Linked DNA regions of Hordeum vulgare: region 1 is linked to region 2. The links are chromatin contacts, called in public Hi-C maps. All regions are on one chromosome and are shown on one strand. Each heading gives the region's core, a stretch centred on a gene start, on an enhancer-like site or on the middle of the called end of the contact. The rest is flanking DNA. Distances are from core to core; before and after follow the strand shown. Region 1 holds the start of LOC123424691. Region 2 has its middle 50 kb from the start of LOC123424691.

What was found. A called contact is a pair of places that touch in the nucleus more often than the background predicts.
Region 1: a contact with region 2 is called in a Hi-C map of leaf, with 1.6 times the contacts expected there. The contact joins the promoter of LOC123424691 here to the enhancer-like site in region 2. A contact is called at or near these places in 4 of 6 Hi-C or Micro-C datasets (leaf and seedling).

What each region holds. Positions count from the first base shown.
Region 1 is chr2H:37,313,269-37,321,104 of MorexV3_pseudomolecules_assembly, reverse strand. LOC123424691 reads left to right here and starts at 3,299. Exons shown (of 6, transcript XM_045108356.1): 1 at 3,299-4,353; 2 at 4,506-4,685; 3 at 5,623-5,766; 4 at 5,942-6,118; 5 at 6,275-6,451; 6 at 7,098-7,429. The coding sequence starts at 3,547. The coding sequence ends at 7,166.
Region 2 is chr2H:37,264,006-37,271,299 of MorexV3_pseudomolecules_assembly, reverse strand. No RefSeq gene overlaps it. Among protein-coding and RNA genes, the nearest start is that of LOC123424691, 50 kb to the left of the region's middle. Within about 2 kb of position 2,804, at least 3 of the 3 cell types and tissues checked have open chromatin away from gene starts, as enhancers often do. A contact at or near this core is called in leaf and seedling, where this site is marked.

The DNA of each region.
Region 1 (7,836 bases), core at 2,050-4,549, 49 kb before region 2:
ATGGCGCTAGAAATAGTTGTGTCGACGGCACCACGAATCCTTCAGCTACGGCTACGCCATAAGGGACTTCCTAGGAAAGTATGCAAAGGATTTCCCCCGTGGCCTTGGAGCCTTGCGTTGGTGTTCCCTCGAAGCGGGAAGGGTGATGTAGCACAGCGACGGTAAGTATTTCCCTCAGTTTGAGAACCAAGGTATCAATCCGGCGGAAGAGTATCTCAAGATCCTGCACAAACACAAAATCTTGCACCCCAACACTATGAAGGGGTTGTCAATCCCTTATAGATTGTTTGCCAAGTGAGAACTGAAAGCAATAAAGTAACAAAGCAAAGTAAAAGCGGAGATGTAAATGATGGATGTGAATAGACCCAGGGGCCGTAGTGTTTACTAGTGGCTTCTCTCATGAAAGCAAGTAGACGGCGGGTGAACAAATTACTGTCGAGCAATTGATAGAACTGTGTAGAGTCGTGATGATATCTATGCAATGATTATTTCTATAGGCATCACGTCCGAAACAAGTAGACCGATACTTTCTGCATCTACTACTATTACTCCACACGTCGACCGCTATCCAGCATGCATCTAGTGTATTAAGTCCATAAGAACAGAGTAACGCCTTAATCAAGATGACATGATGTAGAGGGATAATCTCAAACCAATGATAAAAACCCATCTTTTTACCCTTGATGGCAACTGCTTGATGTGTGCCTTGCTGCCCCTACTGTCACTGGGAACGGTCACCACATCGCAGAACCCAAAACCAAGTACTTCTCCCATTGCAAGAATCATAGATCTAGTTGGCCAAACAAAACCCAAGACTCGGAGAGACTTACAAGGATATCAAATCATGCATATAAGAAATCAGCAAAGACTCAAATATATATCATAGATAATCTGATCACAAGTCCACAATTCATCGGATCTCGACAAACACATCGCCAAAGAAGATTACATTGGATAGATCTCCATGAAGATCATGGAAAACTTTGTATTGAAGATCCAAGAGAGAGAAGAAGCCATCTAGCTACTAACTACGGACCCGTAAGTCTGAAGTGAACTACTCACGAGTCATTGGAGGGGCGATGATGATGATGAAGAAGCCCTCCAACTCCAAAGTCCCCTCCGGCAGGGCGTCGGGAAGGGTCTCCAGATGAGATCTCACGAAAACGGAAGCTTGCGGCGGCGAAAAAGTTTTTTCGAGGCTCCCCTGATTTTTTGTGGAATATTTGGGAATATATAGGCGCAAGACCTAGGTTAGGGGGCGGCCAGGGAGGCCACAAGCCTGCCCACCGCTGCCTCCCCCTGGTGGCGGAGTGGGGGCTTGTGGGCTCCCTGGAGCCCACCTGGCTTGGCCCAAAAGCCCCTTGGACTTCTTCCGTTCGGGAAAAAATCATTTCGGGGTTTTTCTTCCGTTTGGGCTCCGTTCCAAAATCAGATCTGAAAAGAGTCAAAAACACGGAAAAAACAGGAACTAGCACTTGGCACTGAATTAATAAGTTAGTCCCAAAAAGATATAAGAAGGTACATAAAACATACAAAGAAGACAAGATAACAGCGTGAAACCATCAAAAATTATAGATACGTTTGAGACGTATCAGGCGGCGTGGCGGCTCGGGCCCTGGCGGGCCAGATATGGGCTCGCAGGCCCGCGGTGGCTGAGAGGAGAGAGAGGTAGCTGTTGGGGTTAGGGTTTCGGGCACAGATCCCGAGGAGGATTAGGGGGGGCACTCAAATAGGTAGGGGAGGGGTATTTATATAGGGAAAAGGGGCTAGGGTTAGCAGAATTTCGCCCCGGTTTCAACCGCGCGATCGAAATCGAACAATTCCGAACGCGGGACGGGCTAATTGGCCATGTAGTGTAGGTTATCCGGAGAAGAGAGGGAAACGGGCACCCGACAACTATTTTAAAACATCGATAAAACGTCTACGAAAGACCGAATACGGTGCCGCTACGGTCGACCGTTCGGGTACCAGACGGACTCCGATTGCAACGAAATTTGACAGTTGGCCTACCTATATCTAAATACGACCGCACGCCAAGTTTCAACCCAATCAGAGAAATTTTTACATACATTTCTAAAAACAGGATTCAAACGATGTCGCAGGCGCGTGCGAGTGTGGTCGGGCTCAGAACGGGCAAAGACGAGAACCGGCAACTAACAACGGATGCAAGTTTTGAAACTGGCGGCTACGGGATGCCGATGCAATGCGGATGATGCGCATGATGCGATGATGATGCGACAAATAAAAATAATCACACGACGAAAACGGAATAAAAGGGAAATCTTCTGAATCGTCGGTCTCGGGCTGTCACAGAGCTGCAATGGCGACATCAGGACAACTGCAAACGACGACGCCAATGCTACAACCATGGACGTAAAAAGCTACATCTAATAGATAAAAAAGCTTCAACCAGACTTCAGAATACACAAAAATTACAACCGTTCTAACAGAAGCTTCATCCCGCGGATGAAAAAGCTTCAACCACATATAGAAAAATCTTCATCCAATGACTACAAAAACTTCAACCATTTTTAGAACACATGAAATGTTGCAACCGTTTAGAAAAAACTCCATCCAACACATGAAAAAGCTTCAACCAGAGTTTTTGAGAAAGCTTCAACCAGTTTTTGAAACACATGAAATGTTGCAATCGTTTAAAAAAAATCTTCATCCGACAGATGGAAAGCTTTAACGATAGTTTTTGAGAAAGTTTCAACCAAAATGTTTTGCAACCAATTGTGTCATTTTTTGTTGAAACCGACGGTGTCGTGTGCTACAGTCATGACTCAATTTTGTTGCGAGCGTGCATGCCGAGCTACAACCGGCGACAACGACGGCGAGATGTTTTTTACTACAACTGTATTTATTTATTGCTACTACCAACAACTTGTTTTGTTGCATCCGTTCTTTTTCTTCCACGATGAACTATCCACCGGACGCTTCAGTCGGGATGAGATGTTTGTGGTTGATTTCTACGAGCCCCGTGGACATCGACGGACACATGGACGAGGGCGGCTATGAGCAGCGACAAGCACGACGAAGATGGCACAATGCTTCGAGCGGCAGGGGCGGCAGGCGACGACAGGAGACAGGAACGAAAGACGCGTGGAGAAGAAGAGAGGATAGTGGTGAACGTTTTTTTTTACGAGGATTCAACGACCCACACGATCGAGATCCAAACCCTGTGGTACGACCAATTTGGGCCGGCCCACCGGCGCCGCCTAAAAGAAAAAGGGAAACTTTGATCCCGGTGCCAAACCGCCACCTCACCCACTCCGATCGCACGCCCTCGAGCTCGGTGCGCAATAATACCACGGCGGCATCTTCTCCCCTCCCAACCGTGCGGTGGCTTCCAAACGACTCCTCCGTCACCGCCTCGCCGTCGCCATCACCCCGAAATCAACATGCCACCAGCCGCCGCCCCCCCACCCCGCACATGCGCTGCTCTGCTCCCACTTCGCCTACTCGCTCACGCTCACGCCACCCCAGTCTGGCACTCTCCAGCCGACGCCCACAGCCGTAACCACCGCTGAGCACCGCTCTTCCATGGCGGCCGCCGACGACGATGGCCAGATCGACGACGACGAGTACTACGAGTACAACCCGCACCCCTACGGCGGCGGCTACGACATCTCCGCCACCTACGGCGCCCCGCTCCCGCCCTCCACCTCCACGTGCTACCCCATCTCCTCCCCCGACGGCGCCCCCGCGCGCCCCTCTCCGCGGCCGCCCGTGCCCGCCCCCGTGACTGCTCCTGCCCCCGCAACGCCGCAGCCGCCACCAGCTTCGCCCCCGAAGCCTCGGCCGGTCCCATCGCCAGAGCCGGCGAGGACACCGCCCTTTTCGCCGGTTCCGGCTCCGGTGCCGGTCGCGGAGCCGTTCTACTGGCCCAAGCCGCACGACTACGGGGACGCTCCGCGGTGGCCGCCCGTGTACCCCACGCCGGAGGTGTTCCGGCGCTGGCCGTACCTGGCGGCGGGGTCGCATTGCTGCCACTCGCGGTGCGGGCCGCGCGACTACTGGAGGCAGTGCATGCGCGGGCTGGACTTCCTCTTCGGCCACGCCGACGGGTACGGGGAGCGGCGGATTGGGACCGACTGCCACGGGGTCCCAGTGTACGCCAACAAGAAGGGGGGAGTGGAGGACGCCGTGGTGGTCGAGGTGCCGCCGCCGGAAATCGGGAGGGTGCAGTGGCACGATGCCGGCGAGGTGCCGGCCATTGGGAATGTGCAGTGGCACGACGCTGGCGAGGTGCCAGCAATTGGGAATGAGCAGTGGCACGACCACGGCGAGGTGCCAGCGATTGGGAATGTGCAGTGGCACAACGCCGGCGAAGCGCACGATCAGAGCAATGTGAGGAAATACACCGCATCATTCTTCAGTTTATCATGCTTTAGTATACTCTTATCATATTATTAATAAATACAGTACGTAGTACAGTATATATCTTCCTTCGTCGGTATTCTATTGACCGATTCCTTCGTTGTTTTTGTACTCGGAGACAGTGGCTATCTTCTTACGACAACGCAAAAGAGGATACATATGCATATGCCCATTCTACGTATGGCTCGTATGACACGTCTTACCAACAGTCTTACAGTGCTGATGCTGCTCCGGATGAACCTACGTGGTTTCCCAATCAGAGCTATCAGGATCTTTACAGAGAGGAAGAGCCTCGGTATCAGGTACTCCCTCCGTCCCAAAATAAGTGTCTCAAGCTTAGTACAACTTTGTACTAGAGCTAGTACAAAGTTAAGACACTTATTTCGGGACGGAGGGAGTATTTCTCATTTCTGAATGATCCATGTGTCAGCCACTCAACTGACTAGTGAGCAGCGAGTGACTAGTTGTCACTTGTCACTCTATCCATTTTGCGCAATTATGTGCTGATCTGTCAGTCAATGGGCTCGCCACAGGAGCATTAGTGTTGTCTAAGTACCATCAGCATATTGACTTGCTCTGCCCAATGATTAATTTGACATTTATAAAGAGCAACATTAGACTAGAAATGCAAGACGAATCAATGAGTTGTATGTCTGAATTCTGAAAGATGCTTCAGTAACTCGAGTAGACAATCCAGTCCATGATTCATCACTTTCCTTTTTCAGAACATCCATGATTCATTACTTATTATACTTGCACCTGGACCTGCCCCTGCTTGTTATATTCACATCTAAACCCCATCTCAGTTTCACACAAGCGTCCTGTTATGCTGCAGAGAATACTATTTCAGCTCAACCTATATATTGCTACAATCAAAGCTTTAGTTAACGGACACCCTTAAGTAGTACTGTTTGTTTGTTTAATGTGGTCATATGTATTGTTTGTTTGATCTTTTACAGTTTACTGAATTAGGTAGCCACATGCACATCAGTGTTGTCTAACTATACGTATGCATATATATTTGCTCTCCCTGAATGCCTGATTTACTAATCTTATTAATAGAGGATCATTAGACAAGACAGACGAAACAAATCATTAATATTTTTATATGTTTGAAAGAGATGTTCCAGTAACTACCTACGCTATCCTAATCCATGATTAGTTACTTATTACTTGCACCCTATCCTGCTTGACTGCTTGTTATCTTCACATCTAAACCTCATCTCGATTTCAATGCAGGAGGTTTTACCCAGTTATGGTATAGAAAGCACATTTTCATCTCAACCTATTTATTGTTACAATCAACACTCTGGTGAACAACCACTGCATGTTGAGGTTGAACCTCCAGAAACATTTTATTCTCACAAGTTGGAGTACCACGAGGTTTGTTAGCTATCAATGTCATTTACTTACCTCTTTCAGTTTTGTGTTGACACATCAGTAGTTCTATACATGCATTTGCTTGTCCAGGCTGACTACATTTGTCTCTGTGAAAATATAGTATGCTTCTCTATATTCTCATAATTGCTAACTAGATAATGTTTTGATCCTTATGTAGAATTTCTCAACATATACCAATCATATTGATAATTCGGAGATATCGTCGCAGTCATGTGAGATACAGCCCTATGCATATGTACCTGACAGTCCAGTGGAACCTTATCAATCTTCTTGGTCGATGAATTTGGGATACTATCAGGATTCCACACAAGAGGTGACTCCTCAGTATGATAATGTAAGATGTACTCCTGTCACATTTGAGATGCTACTGATACAAAATTGATATAAGATCCTGTTTGTTTATAATTGTCAATTGGACAGATTATTGGCTCATTGTTCGGAGTGCAGCTAATATACCTTTTCTTTGTTAACTCATTGTTTTGACTAGCAGCATGCTTTTGAATCTGGTGAATATGGAGGCATGTCAAGCATATTCTCGTCTTCCTCCTATCCTGAGCAAGTAGAAGTTTATGAGCAGTCTTATGGTGATGAGTATGTCTCCTTAGAACAAAATTTCCAGAGCAACTGGAATGCTTTTTCTGAAGACACCTCTGGAATCAATAAATCAGTAAGCATTAGAGCGTGTATTTTTACTATAAAAAAATTGTCAGTGGTATGGATCAAATTGCAATGCTGGACACCTTTTTCTGCAACATATTTTTCCCTGTGAACTGAATGTGCCGGCATATGCTTATTTTCTAGCAAGGCGGTCCTTTTCTACGAGAACTCTCAGCCATATTGTCTAATGGTGCTATTGCTATCGTATCTCTTTGGGCAACAATAGAATCATAGAATTCAAGTAGAGATTTCAGATTTTTCCCTATCGGTTTAGGCAGTAGGGTTTTCGTTAATGTAAATAGCGTTCGTTGTTTAATAATTGTAGCTTGATTTTCTGTCTGTGACTAACAAACAGTTAAAATAACTCAGTTTATGTCATTTTAAAGATTTAACAAGTTGTGTAGCTTCTTGTGCTTTGCCAGGATTGTTGTAGGTTTGCAACTAAAAAGTACTCCCCCCGTTCCTAAATATAAGTCTTTTTAGAGGTTTCACTAGAAGACTACATACGGATGTATATAGACATACTTTAAAGTGTAGATTCACTCATTTTGCTTCGTATGTAATCCAGTAGTGAAATCTTTAAAAAGTCTTATATTTAGGAACGGAGGGAGTAGTAGTTTTATGGTTAAAACTAGCTTACCGTATTTAACCTGCAGGTTGATGATTGCAGCCATCTGAATGGCTCCTTATGGCCCTTTGGAGAATACTCGACTTATACTGTATAGTCTATAATGTTGTAATTTCACTTTAGTATCAACATGTCATATATTATATACTGTTGTAATTTCACTTCAGGATGACATGTATGGACAATTTGATATAATTTATGAGGTTAAATGTAAGTAGTAAACTGCATCCTACGAAAAGTGTAAGTAGTAGTTGTTTTTGCATGATATGTACCAAATATGTGTCAGTTATGGATAAAATGTAAGGTAATAACAGCATTGCTGATCCTAGTAGCATTTAATTATGCAGTTGCCTTTTTTCATTTTGTGTTATGTATTTGATCATGATATTTATACATTTTTCCTTGCTAAGAGCATCTTCAGCCGTTCGGTCCCCCAGGGGCGTGAAATAGTGCAGCGCCGCTTTGGGCGTGCCGGCGAAAAAATCGCCCTGGGAGGGCTTAGGTTCGCAGTCACCCCCAAAAGTCGCCAGAAAGGTTTTAAAAAAATTTAAAGTCGTCCCAAATTCAGTCAAAACCCAGTCAAATTCAAACGAAATTCATAATTTTCATTAAATTTTGTAAAAAAGTGAAATAAAAATATAATTAAATATTAAACTAAGCTAAAACTAGATTATTCCGCCGCTGCCGCCCGACGCCACCGCCTTCTACATGCCTAGGAGCTTGTAGAAGTTGATGTAGTTGCCATCGCCGTTGCCGTCAGCTCCACC
Region 2 (7,294 bases), core at 1,555-4,054:
TCAATGCTCGATTTAGTGCTTTAAATGAGGTGGGATCAACCTCCATGTGAATTTCACTAACATAGACTTTATAGTGAGGAAACAGTGGCGGCGACGAACCTTGTTCCCTGTGCCATGGTCCCCACCTACTATATATGACACTGCGCGACAGGGGCGCACCAGCCTTGCTTGGGCTGGATGCCCCGATCAGGGCATGAGTCAAGGTTCCAATGGACCGTTGGACCCATTGGGGAAGAGATCAATCTAACAGTGTGTGTCCAACATTTTACTTCCCCGCTCGAGCGCAAACGATTTTGAGGGAGACATTGTTTCCCCAAGGGACGAAATCCATCATGTTACTTGATGGCAAGCTCAAGCAAACCATACGACCATACAAACTGATTCGGTTGCAGCAAACAATAATTGAAACGTTTTTAGAGGAGGCAAAGTTCGTAGAAATTTCACGAAAAAAGGATCAAAGCATTTTTCTTTTGAAAAGAACCAGAGAAAGTTGGTACCTACTACATCTATCATGTTGCTAATTTTCAACCCCAAATTTCATTCACAAACCGGAAAAGAACATGAACAATGTCTAAACTTTTCACAACAAAAATCTAATTTGGCATTTCCTATTCAAATATGAATTTCTCTCTTTAATGTTTCTCACTTTGCAGATAGAATTGTAACACAATCAAAGTGCCAAAAAAGTAACATTTTTTGCATTTGATAATTTGGTAGAATAAAAGAGAATATATATCGAGTACTACCATGACTAGGGATGCTACCGTGCATCAATGCTAACAAGTCATGGTAAATCATCCAAAAGATTAAATTTAAAATTAATTGAGTGAACTGGTACAAATACATAAACAACGTCATAAAATATGAACTCCAAATACAACCATGATCTAGCAAAAAGAGCAGAAATAGTGAATTTATGCAATTAATTCTTTAATATTACCAAATTTTAACTCCAAACTCAATTCACACACCAAACAGCAAATTCATCCGTGAATAGTATCCGAGAACTCTACCTGTGGTAGCATTTGAAGGTATTTTTCACGTTTAAATTTCTGTTTACTGTAGATCTGTTAATATATCTTGTGCCAGTACGTCCAATATCTTGATTTGCCTTACAAATTGGCACTAGACATTTTTCAAAAACACGAAAATATAAGCAGAGAGTCATAGTCAGTGGATACTTTTAGATACACCCTCGATGCGTCTGGCTAGCATTTTACTTCCCCAGTTGCAGTTCAACAGTTTTGAGCGAGACAGTGTCTCCCCAAGGGCCGAAATCCATCTTGTCACTTGATGGCGACCACAACCAACCCATGTGACGCGACAATTTGGTTTTGTTGCAACAAAGAACAGTTGAAGCATTTTACAACACACAAATTTCACAAGAATTCCGAAACAAACAAAAGGGTTTGAAGGGGAACTCGGGTGCAATTGATAGGAGCGAGCACCGCTCGGCATGAGCTTTTAGCTATCTTTTTTTACGGTCGTGTTTAGCTATCTCAAAAACTATAAACAGCAGATATGAGTGAGCTTACTCTAATTTTGATTGCTTGTGCCGAATTAAAGGAGTGATCGGAGCAAATCACATCAGGTTTGCTGGAATAATAGCGGTGCATACAGTCATACAGTAGGCCTAGCTGGTAGCATAGGGCTGTCTTCAATGATTGATGCGCATATCACGGCTAAATAGCGCAAGCTGGGAACCAGCTGATTAAGCTTGACCACGGGCCCCCCTCGAATAATAGTCTAGGATCCTGCTTACTACTATAAATCATTGGATGCTGACAAAATTGACAAGACATCGGCCATGCGCAAGTGAACCCAAGTGTTCCACAACCATATATATATGTGTGTGTGTGTTAGCTAGGTGTCAAAATTCCTGCTCATAAAGTCACTAGCAGCAGCTACTATGTGTAATCCTTTCCGCCAAAAACGTGGAGGCAATTGTAATAGCCAGGCAGGAGCCACTGATTAGCAACGTACGTAAGGTCATTATCGAAGCCGGTTAAACAAAGATACTTGTAGTACGTTTGGGATTAGTGGCGGTGATGGAGAGAGTGTACTGGCGTTTCTTTATGTATTATAATCACTCGCTCATGATCTGGTTGGCAGGCGGCAACGAATACTGCACTCTACGTGTGTGCTCATCAACTCATGCCTGCCATAATAACGCCAGTTAATGCATCTGCAGAATGTTTCGGCTTTGTCTAATCTATCTAATCTAATAACCAAGGAAAATGAGGCCAGGCACGTAGTACGGTGGCTTTCTTATTTGACGAGTCGTACCGTGGGCTTTGTTCGGTGGTTATGGTCGTTAAGCACTCGATCTAGCTCCGTGTTGGTGTTGATGATGGCTTCGATTAAGGCCGTGGGCAAGATAAGCGTTAGCAGTGTCCTTGCCCGGAAGAGATGAGCAGGCACACATGCATGAACATGTTTGTACCGGCAGTGCTTAAATGAGGTGATGAACGGGTCGTTAAGGACGGTGTCTCGCGCCGAGAGACCGTCCAGTTAATGAGCAGACAGAGTTAATAGTATCCCGGCCGTACGTTTACTTGGAGCCGGCCTGTTGTTGCATATGCATGGCTTTCATCGATCTCAGTTTTTGAAAAAGTGGAGCGTACCACCCTACTTGTTTGCCGGGTTGATTACACTTGCAAGTTGCCAAGATGGAGTTAAGCTGTTTTGGTCGGTTTGCACGTATGGATGCTGCCGGTGTCGGCCCTAGCGCTTACCTGCCATGCATGGCATGCAAACATGCCACAGGGCGGCAGCTGATCTGTGTGATTGCGAGAGATGGTCCACGGAAGACTGCGAGGCGAACAAATCAAGCGTTGCGTCGTTGCACGTTTGGACAACGACGATCCATGGACCAGCAGCTCTCGTGGTCGTCCACACGGCCTGTCGCACTGTCATATTTGTATGTAACGACCCCGTGAGCCACAACCGGCTTTCAGTTTGGATTCTGTATATCTTTTGAATCATAATAAGTTCAATTAATTTTCGTTTGTATATCAATATCCGTGTTTCTCGTGGTGAGGGCTTCAAATAAGACCGCTTTCGAATATGTTTTGACGAATTTTAGAAACTTCACCAAGTTTTGTCCTCTGAAATTTGATACGAACAGATGACAAAACCCCCAAGCTTCGAAAACTAAAACCTAAAACTAGATGTACCCTCGTGCAGAATCAACAACTTTGTGAATCGCAAAGCAAGAGTAAAGTCTGTTTTAAACCTTGAATTCATACAGCTCGTCGAAATCAAACCCTAACCTCTCAATCCCTGAAATTGGCATCCTATACTCTTTGATACCAGTCAATCCCATCCCTAGACATGTAGAAACTGGTTTGCTTCGAAACAATTGCCTCTTATTAAGTCAGTTCAACACTAGACACAACCTAAGCATGAAGATGAATATGATACGTCGGGTACGAATGTTAGTGAGAGTAAACTACAATCCTGGCCGGGAACGACATTTTTCCGGTGCATCAAACGAGCTCAGGGTTAGAGTTGACCGGGATCAAAGAGTATAGGGTGCCAATTTCAGGAATTTGGAGTTGAGGGATTGAATCGAACGAGATGTATGAACTCAAGGTTTATTTTAGACTTCACACGCAAAGCAACCATATGACCGGCGACAGCTGGACTGCGCGTGCCTCTTGAATTTCCATGATCACACCAACCAACAGTTGAGTTTTCTGAGTCGTTAATTGTTATGACAGTGGTCTTCCAAGTAAATTTAGGAACACCATGTCATCAGGAGTGACTGCTTATGATGACTCTTATAGGCGGTGGCAATGAGCGGTGCTCCTTATCGGTGGGTGTTGAGTTCATGTGACCTTTATATGAGTTTTGTTTAGGGCCTCTTTGATTTGTAGGATTTTGAAAATGCAGGAATAGAAAAAAATAAAGGGTTGGAGTGGCATGTCCATTTAAATCCTATAGGATTAGAAAGGAGTGTTTGGTGTCACAGAAAAAACAAAAAAAATGTAAATAGAGGTTGGAGTAAATGTTAGGTTTCCTATAAAATATAGTACGAAAGATTCCATAGAAAAAATTCATATGAAATCCAATCTTATGAATCAAAGGACAAATGTAAAAAAAAATACTAAGAATTTCAATCCTCCAAAAAATCATATAGAATTTCTTTGAATCAAAGGAGCCCTTAGTTTACTATGCAACATCAGCCTTCTCAATTAATGAGACGAGCATAATTCGTTCAATGTTTCAAAGAGAATGAAGTGAAATTCAGTTTTTACCCTTACTTTAACAATTTTGACACATGGTCCCATTTAACAAATTTTTAACCGGATTACCCTATTTAGAGCATTTCTAGCAGACCCCGTATAACTTGCGAAACTGTAAAATAACCACCGGTTTATAGTTTTAGGCGGAAAACGTGGTTCAAATAGAAGCCGTAAACGACTCTCACCTGTAATTTTTTTGAAGGGCACAGTAAAAAGCGCCTCTTGCATGGTCTCTAAAAACACAGTTTCCACGTCCGCTTCTACGGTGCCGTGTATCGAGAGAAAGCAGTTGGCGGGAGCCCAACTGCCATGAAAACTTCCGCGCCGCCGTCCACGTCCGTCGTGCGCCGCCTAGGCGTGCAAGAGCTCGACAATCTCAAATTCATACTTGGGGTCTTTGGGGAGGTCTCCTTGCGGCGGCACTGTCCAGGCAGAGCTCGCAATAACGATTTGCATCCGGTCGGGGTCGTCGTCGTCGTCCTAGTGCTCCCCTGCACGAACTAGAAGATTAGGAAGAGGGAGGAAGTTGAGGCGATCGATGTGGAGGAGAAAGGAGGTCTCGGGAACCCGCGGTGGCAATGAATTTGTCCGGTGGAGTGCTTCGCAGCGGCGGACTCCGACGACGTCGTACGAGATATGAAGGTCACGGGGTTTGGCCTTTTTTGTGAAAATCAGACGAGAAGTTTAAGATTGGTCCCTTGGTGTGCTCGGCTGGGAGAAAGGGGTTAGTGATCGAACGAATCGATCGGTCTCTGATTCGGCAGCGTTGGCACTATCGTGCGTGAATAGGAGACCGGGAAGAGAGAGCAGAAGCCGACGGGGCCCACTCATTGTGAATATTCTTTTCACGGGTCCATTTTGTAGGGTCTCACTCTGTCATCAGCCGTGCCGGCGAGCAAAGCCGTTTTTACGCGAACTGTAAACGCATTTTACGGGTTGGCGTTATACGGGGTGTGCTAGAGATGCTCTTAGTTGTAATTTTGCCACCTTTTACCCCATGTGGTGATAATTCGCCAACTTTTATCCCTTTTAGCAATCTATCATGTGGGTCCTGGCTGCCAGGTGCATGTGGTATGCCACGTTGGAATTTTCTTTTGGCGTTTTTCTCCCACGCCCAAACAGGTAGAATGACTTAGCTGGAAACCTCAGAACAGGATGACGCCTGTGGAGGACGCGACCGCTCGGGGCGACGCGTGTGGCGATAGTCCACCTACCGCCATTAATGGCTTTCAATTTCCACCGCTCCCCCACCCCATTCCCTCGTCTCCGCGCGGCGACTGTGTCGGGAGAACCCACCAGTCCCCTTCATGCGCCTCTCCTCTCCCGCTAGCTCCGCTCAGATCTGATGGCGAGCGAGAGACGCAGGTTCCGCGTGCGGCGACTCCGCTTGGCGGTGGTGTCGCCACCAAGGGCACCCGCAGCCTCTACGCCGATGACGCTCCTCCCTACGGCGGAGCTTCACTCCCCGGAGGCCCGCGCGGAGATGCTCCGTGTGGTTCGAGGGAGATTTCCGGACCGTGCGAGCTGGCCAAGGATCATGGTGGAAGTAATCCGCGCGGCATCCTTTGTGGAGAGAGCGCGCTTCAGCGGCGACGAAGGAGGTATGGACTACGAGCTTGTGTACTGGGCGATGCGGGAGGCAGAGTCTTCAGATCCAGCGGTGGCAGCGAAGTGGAGCGGATTCAAATCGGTGGTTCCATTCTTGCGCAACATCAACCCTCCATCGGTGATGGAACTATCCTAGATCCCTTCCGAGGAGCTGCCGCCGGGGATCGACCTTTCTCGCGCTCCTTGATTCCCCGGGCTCTCGGCAGGCACACCTCGCGGCGGGATTTCGCGCAGCGAGGTCATCAGGCGGGGAGAGGATTCCATGGCCTCGAACCGCCGCCATGGCCGGGAGATCGAGGTGAAGTACATCGTCTTCATCCTCACGTACACACTCATATATCTGCTGTTAATCATTCTCATTTTTTAGATGGATTTACTGGTGCTGTAGATACTAGTTCTACAGTTGAGGGTGATTCTGACCTTCTGGTTAGCAGAGAGTGCAGTAACAATAGATTGGCCCGAGTATTATCTGATGTGGGTAATGGAGTTTCTGCTCCTTGTCGTATGATACATCAGGTAGATGGGGAGAAAATAGACGACCTTCTGGTCTGTAGTAACAATAATAGGAATCACATTGAGTTGAATAATAGCATTGGTATTGGAACTAATCCATTAGGTCAATCCATTTGTCACGATTCGCCTGATGGAATTGTTTTAGAAATGAACAAAGTGGCACTAGATACTACTCGGAACAAGTCAGGTACTGATATCATTGATACAGGTTCAGAGGGATGCAGTTTTATTGATTCAGATTTGCAAGGGGTTTCCCTTAGTAATATGACCTCTTCTCAGATTAAGAACATGATAGATATAAGACAAATATGTCGAAAATCTAATCTGAGTCCTAGGAATAAGATATCTGGGACTGCTGTGAATGGGAATGGAGCCTCTACTCCTCTGTTAGAGAACATTCTGAAGATGGATTATGAACAGGAGTTCCCACTGCTTAAAAAGTCATCTATCCAGATAGACAAGATGGAATTAGCGCATACAATTATTGGAATAGATTCAAAGAATATAGAAAGCAAGTCCAACCCTGTCAGTAATAGAGATGGGGTTTCTGCCCCTGTATCTGGTACATCCTCTCATGAGAGGGGAGAGGTGTACTTGGGGATTATTCCAAAAATGCCCCCTGTAGGGTATTCTGGACCTTCCCCAATTCCTCCTACACTAATTCGTGGACATGTGGTCAGGGGGAAAGCACAACTTAAAAAACCATCTCCTGTGTTGGGAAACAGATCTGAGGAGGTGGCTGAAGAGTTTTTCGGTCAGCTGTGGATTGTCCCCTCCCCCAGCCGCCGCCACTCCTATTTAGTCCCTCCTCCCCCTCCCTCAAACCCTAATACTGCTCTACCACCCCTCTTCTGGATCAGGAAGGATCTCTTCCGATCCAAGAAATTCACCAGAGATGACTGCTTCCCTGTGAAGTTCCCCACCCA